2 separate regions of the Sus scrofa genome follow, and region 1 is linked to region 2. A link is a contact called in public HiChIP or PLAC-seq data. All regions are on one chromosome and are shown on one strand. The core of a region is the stretch at or near the end of the contact, and the rest is flanking DNA. Distances in the headings are between cores, read along the strand shown.

What was found. HiChIP or PLAC-seq counts read pairs in DNA pulled down with a chosen protein or histone mark.
Region 1: an H3K27ac HiChIP or PLAC-seq map of alveolar macrophages shows a contact between it and region 2. The contact joins the promoter of SDAD1 here to the promoter of NAAA in region 2. A contact is called at or near these places in 2 of 47 Hi-C or Micro-C datasets (embryonic fibroblasts and epiblast stem cells) and 1 of 2 datasets of contacts at active chromatin or transcription factors (alveolar macrophages).

What each region holds. Positions count from the first base shown.
Region 1 is chr8:71,644,696-71,649,706 of Sscrofa11.1, forward strand. It overlaps SDAD1 (protein SDA1 homolog), which reads right to left and starts at 2,157. Exons shown (of 22, transcript XM_003129088.4): 1 at 1,918-2,157. The coding sequence starts at 2,007.
Region 2 is chr8:71,600,732-71,605,496 of Sscrofa11.1, forward strand. NAAA (N-acylethanolamine-hydrolyzing acid amidase) reads right to left here and starts at 2,525. Exons shown (of 11, transcript XM_003129087.4): 1 at 2,016-2,525; 2 at 1,220-1,384. The coding sequence starts at 2,218.

The DNA of each region.
Region 1 (5,011 bases), core at 907-3,406, 44 kb after region 2:
TGCAGTTCAAACTCAACCCCCAGCCTGGGAATTTCCATATGTCTCAGGGGTGGCCCTAAAAAGCAAAAAAAGGAAGAAAAAAAAAAGGCCCCCACATGATCCGACTCTGTTTGCATTTCCCATGTATCTTACACTGTCCTTTTCTGTGTTTACCATATTTTAGCTACAATGGTGGCCTCTCAACTTCTTTTCCACCAACAGTTGCTCCACTTCCTGTTCCCCCATCTAGAATGCTCTTGATCTGTCTCAATATCATCACAGCAGAGAAGCTATCTCTGTTCAAGGGAGCCAAAGAGACAGCCTCCAATTCTAATGTATTCCTACCCAGTTCTACTTTCTTCATAATTCTTATCACTATGTCTACCATCATTAGAATGTAAGTCCAAGAGAAGAAGGCTCTCGTATCTTATTTATCACTCTATCCTGGGTGCTTAGAAATTATGGAGTTCCCTTCATGGCTCAGCAGTTAACGAACCCAACTAGGAATCATGAGGACGCAGGGTTCGATCCCTGGGCTCCCTCAGGAGGTTAAGGATCCAGTGTTGTTGTAAGCTGTGGTGTAGGTCACAGATGTGGCTTGGATCTGGCGTTGCTGTGGCGGAGGCTGGCAGCTGTAGCTCCAATTTGACCTCTAACCTGGGAACCTCCATATGCTGAGGGTGCAGCCCTAAAAAAAAAAAAAAAAAGACAAAAAAAAAGCATTGACATAAATATTTGTATGTGAAAATATGGAGGAGAAGGTCGATCAAAAGATGAATGACTGTGGTCCTGGTGTGGCACAATGGGATTGTCTGAGTCTCTGAAGACCTGAGGCGCAGTCTCCGGCCCCAGCCTGGCACAGTGGATTAAGCATCCTGAATTGCCGCAGTGTAGGTCCCAACTGTAGAGGTGGCAACTGGGCTTGATCCCTGGCCCAGGAACTCCATATGCCACGGGGCAGCCAAAAAAGAAGAAAAAAGAATAATTGTTTCAGCCATTGAACAAATCACATTCCAGTAAGAAGCACAGACAAGTAATTGCAGCAAATCTTTTTAATGCCTGTCAAATAGGTGTCCTGACAAAGCAATTGCCATTTTTACATTTATAATGGATAAGCAATGAGGTCCTAGTAAATAGCACAGGAAACTATATCCAGTTTCTTGGGATAGACCATGAAGGAATATAAGAAAAGGAATGTATACATATGTATGACTGGCTCACTCTGCTGTAACAGCAGAAAGTGACACAAGACTGTAAATCAAATATACCTTAATTAAAGTGAAAAAATTTAAAAAAAGAAAAAGCACCTGCCAAGCCACCACGTTCATTTTGTCAAACACCCTTAATGCTCACAATTCGTATGAGGTCGGTATACAAAGTCTCTTACAATCTGAACCTAATCTAATTTTCAACTTCATTCTAGAGATAAATTCCGACGCCCAGGTCATGCCAGCTTCCTATGAGACTGAGTTCTGTTTTTACTAGATATGCTAATTCCCGGCCTGTCCCTTATACCCAAGAATCCCTCTGCTTCCCAACACAGTGCTGCAAAGAGCGCGGGCTCCCGCAAACAGACGTCGGTCGAAAAGCATTCTAACTTAAGTTTCATCAAGTTCAATTTAGGGGTTTCAGAAAAGAAAAGGCTGAGAAACTTGCTTGAAAGTCAGAGGTTGGGGGTGGACCATTTGGCTCTCCCCCTAAAGCAAAATGAGTTCTTTTAAAGGGTGTTTCTGTGACAGCGGGGTCTACCGAGCAGGAGCAGAATTCTAAGAGTGAGGAACGAACTATAACACATGTCTCTCCCTTCATCCCTTTCCTCCTTTCGAGGATAAGAGGACGTGAGGCGAATCAGGATCCCAGCTCCGCTCCACGCCTCCCTCCAGCCAGCGTCCCTACCACCGCGCCCGGGCCTCTAGCGTCCCCGCACCGCATTCCTACCTCCTCGATGTAGGCCGGCGGGTCCCGCTTGATAAGATTCTGTAACTGCGGCAGGTTGCTGGGCAGCTTATTATTGTTTCTGCTAGACATGTTCGCTGCTGACTGGCTACGCAGCGAGCAATTTAAGAGAACCCACACGGCTGGCAACCGCCTACCGCCTCAGCTACCGCCAGGAATCGCGCTTCCGTGTATGACCGGAAACAGCACATGGGAAGCTCAGCAGGCGGCGCCATCTTGGCTCCTAAAGAGAGCTTGACTACGGGAGCCTCAGAGTGTCAAACTTGCTCTCAGTGCCGAAATGCTCCATTGTGATTTATGCAAGATTTCTTTTCCCCCACCCCGCCCCAGCCAACGTTTAAGTAATCTGAAATGCGAATATTTTGTTCACACAGTAACTTTTTTTTTGTGTGTCTTTTTTTTTTTTTTTGCTATTTCTTGGGCCGTTCCCGCGGCATATGGAGGTTCCCAGGCTAGGGGTTGAATCGGAGCTGCAGCCACCAGCCTACGCCAGAGCCACAGCAACGCTGGATCCGAGCCGCGTCTGCAACCTACACCACAGCTCACAGCAACGCTGGATCGTTAACCCACTGAGCAAGGGCAGGGACCGAACCCGCAACCTCATGGTTCCTAGTCGGATTCGTTAACCACTGCGCCACGACGGGAACTCCCCCAGTAACTTATTTCATTATCCCAACATTCCTTATGAAACAGACATGAGAATAGATTTTTTTTCCTTTTTAAAATCCCAAAGCCTTAAAGTTAGAAACTAAAAATATCCGTTGAGAATAGATAGCACTATCCTATTTTAGAGAAGGGGAAAAATATCAATGTGGGGTGTAAATTAGTTTTCCTATATAATTTAAAATACCTGTTTTTGTTTTGTTTTTAATTGTTTCTACCCAGCCTGACACAGACAAGGAGGGAAAACGGTGGTCTGAGTAAAATGTGGTCGTATCCATTGATTTAAAATGCAAATGAATTTGTATTTAAGAACCAACTGTTGGAGTTCCCGTCGTGGCTCAGCAGTTAACTAACCCAACTAGCGGGTTTTAATCCCTGGCCTCACTCAGTGGGTGAAGGATCTGGCTTTGCTGTGCGTGAGCTGTGGTGTAGATCGCAGAGGCAGCTCTGATCCAGCGTTGCTGTGGCTCTGGCATAGGCCTGCCAGCTCAGATTTGACCCCTAACATGGGAATCTTCATATGCAATGAGTGCAGCACTAAAAAGACAAAAAAAAAAAAAAGTTAAAAAACCAGCTATTGGTTAGTAGATGCAAATTACTGCATTTGGAGTGGATAAGCAATGAGATCCTGCTGTATAGCACAGGGAGCTGTATCTCATCACTTGTGATGGAACATGATGGATGATGTGAGAAAAAGAATGTGTATATATATATATTTATATATGACGGGTCACTTCTGTACAGCAGAAACTGATAAGTACTGGGGGAATGAATTAATGAAATAGGGTGTTGTTAATATAGACACTTGATCACTCACCCTGTGTCAAGCACTCTTCCAAGCACTTGACTTGTACTTAATCCTGAGACCAGCCCTCTAAAATAAGCACTATAATTATCTGCACTTTGCAGATGAGGAAACAGGCACAGACATGTTGACTGCCTAAGTTCATAGCAGGTGAGGAAGCTGAGAGTTCAATCCAGGCAGTCTTGATTGTAGCCTGTAGAAAAAAGTAGCCTGATAGTTGTCAGCTGCTAAGCTGGTCTGGCACCAGTAGATGGACAGTAGTATTTCCCTGCTTAACATAAGCAATTTCACAGACACCAGCTTTGGTCCAGGTCATCTGTGGCCACGTTGGAATGAGCCAAAAACAAGACAACTTAGTAATCACATGGAGGCACAAGCAAAATCAAGAATAATGTTCAAACCACGTTGAGTTTTTCAGCAACATTTGGATAATGATTATTTGTTTATTAATCATTGAATCAGGTACTTGTGAGGTTATTAAGGTGTAAATATAAGCAATAAATCTTTTTTTTTAAAAAGCCCACTCAGATTTTAAATTTAAAAAATTTGGTCGATTGGATCAGTGAGGATAAAAAGCATTCTCAAAACAAAAGATATTGAAATTATTTAATGTAATTCCCATCAAAATCATAAGCTTATGTACTATGAATGTTGTACTTATGTACTAAGTCACTAAAATGTGACTTATGAATAAAATATTCAGGCCATGTGGCAAGCTTTTACTCACAGTCTGTATATCAGGCACTAGGGTAAATACTTTGAATACAAAAATAAATAAGGCATGGGCATTTGCCCTAAGGAAACTAATAAAGGAGAGAAATAGACAAACACTCTTAAAATGAATAAACATGTTCCTATAATACAGCAGTGGAAGCAATAGAGAAGACATCCTAACCCAGAGGATCAGAATCTTACAGTCATGGTACTAATAGATTGAAATTCTGAAAGGAGGAGCGAAAGAAAGTCTTCTACATAAAGAAAATAGCCAACGTAAAGGGGCAAATGCTTGACAAAGTCTGGTGTGACTGAAGGTTGGGGGTGGGGAGTGCGGCAGGGAAGATGCTGAGGAAAATGAGTCAGGTGAGAGTATTTGGTTCTGATGGTAAAAGCCTTCACAAGCTAATCTAAGAAGGGTATATAGGTCACTCATTTTACCCCTAAACACCCTGAAGCAGGATTTTTTTTTTTTTGATAGATGAGAATACTAAGACTGAGAGCAGTTAAATACATACATATTTTAATTGACAGGACATTGTAAATCAACTATAATAGAAGAAATAAAAAATGTAAAAAAATACATATGTAGTTTTAAAATGTTAAATAATGGCTATATTATGTGTAATGCAATGTACATATGTTTAGTGTGTATTATCCAGATCAACACAAGAAAACACTATTGCTGTATTTAGTCTTAAAATAGTAAAGGTAGGAGTTCCCGTCGTGGTGCAGCAGAAACAAATCCGACTAGGAACCATGAGGTTTCAGGTTTGATCCCTGGCCTCACTCAGTGGGTTAAGGATCCGGTCTTGCCATGAGCTGTGGTGTAGGTCGCAGACGAGGCTCGGATCCTGCGTCGCTGTGGCTGTGGTGTAGGCCGGCAGCTACAGC
Region 2 (4,765 bases), core at 1,275-3,774:
CAAAAGTTAGAATATTTTCACTCAAACTTTTGCTTTAGTCGGTTTGAACACAATGACTCCAAGCAAAGTAGGTGAAAAATGAAAAATAATTGATTTTTTTCATTGAGAAAGCCACATGACAGAATAGGAAAAAGATGGATAGGAGATGAAGCATGGCAAAACTAGGTTAATCGAAAAGCACTAGCATTTAACACGTGTGTCTTATCTGCGCCTTAAAAACAGTTCCTGAAGAGGAAGGTGAGCAAGGCAAGTTATAGCAGTTTTTTTTAAAAGGCTGCACCTCAGCACATGGAGGTTCCCAGGCTAGGGGTCAAATCTGAGCTGTAGCCAACCGCTTACACCACAGCCACAGCAACTGGGGATCCAAGCCGCATTTGTGACCTACACCACAGCTCACCGCAGTCAGTGGTTTTTTTAACCTATTCTGCCAAGGTGTTCTGGGAAGATGTCATGATACAGGAAAAATATTTATTTTTTAACATCTTTGGGCAGCCAGAAGCTATAGGGAGTTACAAGATGTTACTAGATGAGGCTGGTCTGGTGGTAAAAACTGTTAAGTCCTGAAGACAGAAACCAAGTCCAATGTCTCTTAATTCCAGGACCTGTTACTGAACCACGGAGCTTGAGGCTCCCCCGCACTTTGTGGGATCAACCACACGCTTGGTATTGCTTTCACCTGTGCACTCCAGGGGTCATCACCCCACTCTGTCAACTGAACCCTGGCTGGTCCTATCTATCAGCCAGAACAGTGTAGCCTGGGACGCCAGCCTTGGAAGGAACAGGCTCAGGAAGAGCGGTTGGGATCGCTAGCCCTGAGGAACATGGGCGGGACAAACACCGGGGGACAACTCCCTGCCTTATAAGGCTGGAGGGTCACTGGGTTAAATAGAAGGCCCAGCGGAGAGTGAGCTTAGTTCCAGAAACGTCCCGCAAAAGTATGTATGGAGCAGAGATTTGAAAGTGGGCTGCTACCCGGGTTGGTGCAAGGAGAAAGGGGGATTCAGGAAGAGGCACAGGTCAGGATGGAGGTCAGGGAAACTGCTTTCATTTTCTAAGCTCATAAGCTGCTCAGAGAAGCAAAGAGGAAGCACTAGAGCTTTCTGGGGAGCCCTGTCACCACCCGGATTTCCTCACACTGAACACCTATCTCTCCCACTCAGGGGTGGCAGGAATCCCTGCCAAGTCTCAAGTTAATCCGCGCCAGCGCGGGGGCACTCACGCGGTGGACTCGTAGGCCAGGTTGAGGAGGATGCAGTCGCCCAGGCTGAAGTCCAGGGCGTCGCACATCCCGCGGATCTCGTCGATGAAGGGCTGGGGCAGGAAGAACTCCAGCTCCCAGACCGCCTTTCGGATCAGTGTGAGGACCCACTCGGGGACATTATCCCTAGAAGAACAACAACGAAGGTGTTTGATCTGCTTAGAGGCGAAGGGAAATGCGAGTGTTGGGGGGGGGGAAGGGCGGTAAGGGGTTCCTAAAGCTCTCATCCTTAAGGATGAGTTCCAGGTGTCTCCCTTCCCCAGAAAGTAGACATTCCAAAACTCAGAGTCCAGAAGAGAAAAGAACACTCAGAGAGAGAGAGAGTGATCCCCAAAGGAGCGGGCTTAGGGGCTCAGGAGACCCGCTAGGAGTGGATGGGCTGCGCCCCCTACTCGGTAGCTGAGCAGCCCACAACACAGCTGGGGCGACTGAGCACCACTCTGATCCAGAATGGCTGGTGGACGGGTGTGCCACTGGTGACACTGAACTTGAAAGTCAAAGCAGCTGCACCGGATCATCCCCAACATCGACGCTGCCTAAAGCAGTAGCAAATGCCCGTTCTGATCCCCGCCACCCCTGCACACTCCAAATGCTGGGGATGAAGGGGATGGGGTGCAGGACAAGGCTGTCACAGAGGGAGGAAAGGAGGCAAGAGTCTCGGACTGAAGCACATTGGGCAGTAGGCGTCTGGGCTTTCCCTCACTCCACCTCCCGCAGCCGGTGTCCCCGCAAATCCCCGCCCCTTGGCCTCTCTCACCAGACAATCTGGGCCAGCGCGGCACGCAGCAAGTCCTTATCAAAGTGCCGCAGCACCGGGAGCCAGCGCAGCTCCGGGGCCGCGTCCAGACTCACGTTGAAGAGCGGCGGGGCGGTGGGCGAGTCGGCGGCCGATACCCTGGCCCCGGCCAACAGCAGCAGCAGTGCCAGCGCCGGGCGCGCACCAGGGGCCTCAGCCCTCATAGCTCGAGCAGCCACACCTGGACCCTTGTGGCCCCTGCCAGTGCCTGGAATAAGCGCTCGAGGAGGAGGCGGAGCCGAGGGTGGCGGTGCTGGAGGCGGAGTCCGCGAGCGGCTCGACGGGCTAAGTCTCCCCGGACCTGGAATCACGAGAAGAGCCGCCTACCGCTCCAGGCATCCGCGCTTCCCGCCCCAGGGCCTTCATCCACCGCACCCCCACCACAGCCACGAGTCCTAACCCGCCTGGGATCCCGGGGCGCTGCGAACTAAGTACAGCCGCCTGCTTCCCCCCCACCCCCCCCGAGTCCCCGCCCCACCCCACCCACGTGGTCCGCGAGCTTGCAAACGGCGGCCTGGAGGGGGTTTAACAAATGATTTTCAGCTGCAAAGAGGGAACCAGGACGGACCTACTGTGGTAGAAAAGGACACTCCACCCGAAACTCATTTGCTCTTATTTAAATTCTTCAGAGGTTTATCTGGATTTTAAAGGGGAAGGAGAGCTTTTTCAGCTCAACACTCGCACTTCTTTTCGGTCTCTTTTAAAAAGTCAAAAAGCCAATATTTACGTACCAAGTGTTTTCACCCACTTTCTCATTTAACCATCAAAACAAGCCAACAAATAGATTCGGCTCACAAGTCCCCATTTTCCTGATGAGGAAGGAATGTTACATAATTTCTTCGAGGTCACAGCCGGTGAACTAGCCTCACAGTCAGGCTGTCAGAATCCAAACTGCACCTTCACAGCCTTTAACCTGAAACATCAGCTTTTTGCTTTTCTTATATGGCAGGCAAACGTGTTAAGTATTAGGAAAGTTACCAGACTTAGGCTGAGACCTTCTTTAATGGTTAGCATGGCTGAGTGTGTGTTAAAATATGTAGAGGAAACTTGGAAAGTTCTCTTTTCAGTTCCTCATCCCCACCCCCAACCACTAGAATACATTATCATTATCTCTGATTTTTTCCTATTTAAATACTTTTTTTTTTTTTTGTCTTTTCTAGGGACGCTCCTACGGTATATGAAGGGTCCCAGTCTAGGGGTCTAATCAGAGCTATAGCCTCTGGCCTACACCAGAGCCACAGCAACTCCAGATCCAAGCCACGTCTGTGACCTATACCACAGCTTACAGCAACGCGGGATCCGAGCCGCATCTGCAACCTACACCACAGCTCACGGCTAACGCCGGATCGTTAACCCACTGATCAAGGGCAGGGACCGAACCCGCAACCTCATGGTTCCTAGTCGGATTCGTTAACCACTGCACCACGACGGGAACTCTATCAATGCCAGATCTTTAACCCACTGAGCGAGACCAGGGATCGAACCCACAACCTCAGGGTTCCTAGTTGGATTAGTTAACCACTGAGCCACGACGGGAACTCCTAAAAACATTTTTAAGTATAGTTGATTTACAATGTTATGGCAGTTTCGGCTGTACAGCAAAGTGACCCAGTCACACATAGATACATTTTTTTTCTCATATTATCTTCCATCATAGTCTATCACATGATTTTCCTGTTATTTTAAATCGAAGTTTAGTTGATTTACAATGTCGTGTTAATTTCTACTGTACAGCAAAGTGATTCAGTTATACATATACACATTCTTTTAAAAAATATTCTTTTCCATTATGGTTTGTCACAGGATATTGAATATAGTTCCCTGTGCTATACAAGAGGACCTTGTTGTTTATCCATTCTAAATGTAATAGTTTGCATCTACTAACCCCAAACTCCCAGTCCATCGCACTCCCTTCCCCTTTGGCAACCACAAGTCTGTTCTGTATGTCTGTAAGTCTGTTCATTTTGTAGATAGGTTCGTTTGTGTCATATTTTATTTTGCTTTTTATTATTATTTTTGGCCACACTGGCAGACATGCAGAAGTTCCCAGGCCAGGGATCGAACCTATGCCACAGCAGTGACAATGTCATGTCCTTAACTGCTAGGCCACCAGGGAACTCTGTCATGTGTGTGTGTATATATATATTATATATATATATATATATATATATATTGTCTTTTTGCCTTTTCTAGGGCCGCTGCCACGGCATATGGAGGTTTCCCAGTCTAGGGGTTGAATCGGAGCTGTAACCTCCAGCCTACGCCAGAGCCACAGCAATGCAGGATCTGAGCCGTGTCTACAACCTACACTACAGCTCACGGCAACACCAGATCCTTAACCCACTGAGCAAGGCCATGGATTGAACCCGCAACCTCATGGTTCCTAGTCAGATTCATTAACCACTGAACCACAACAGGAACTCCAACTCTGTCATATTTTAGATTTCACTGATTTTTTCCTTTTTTGTGGCCTACATGTCACTGGGCTAAAGTGTCAAGCCTCTATCCCCATTTCTTTCTTTTTTTTGTCTTTTTGCCATTTCTCGGGCCGCTCCCACGGCATATGGAGGTTCCCAGGCTAGGGGTCTAATCGGAGCTGTAGCCGCTGGCCTATACCACAGCCACAGCAACGCCAGATCCAAGCCGCATCTGTGACTTACACCACAGCTCACGGCAACGCCAAATCCTTAACCCACTGAGCAAGGCCAGGG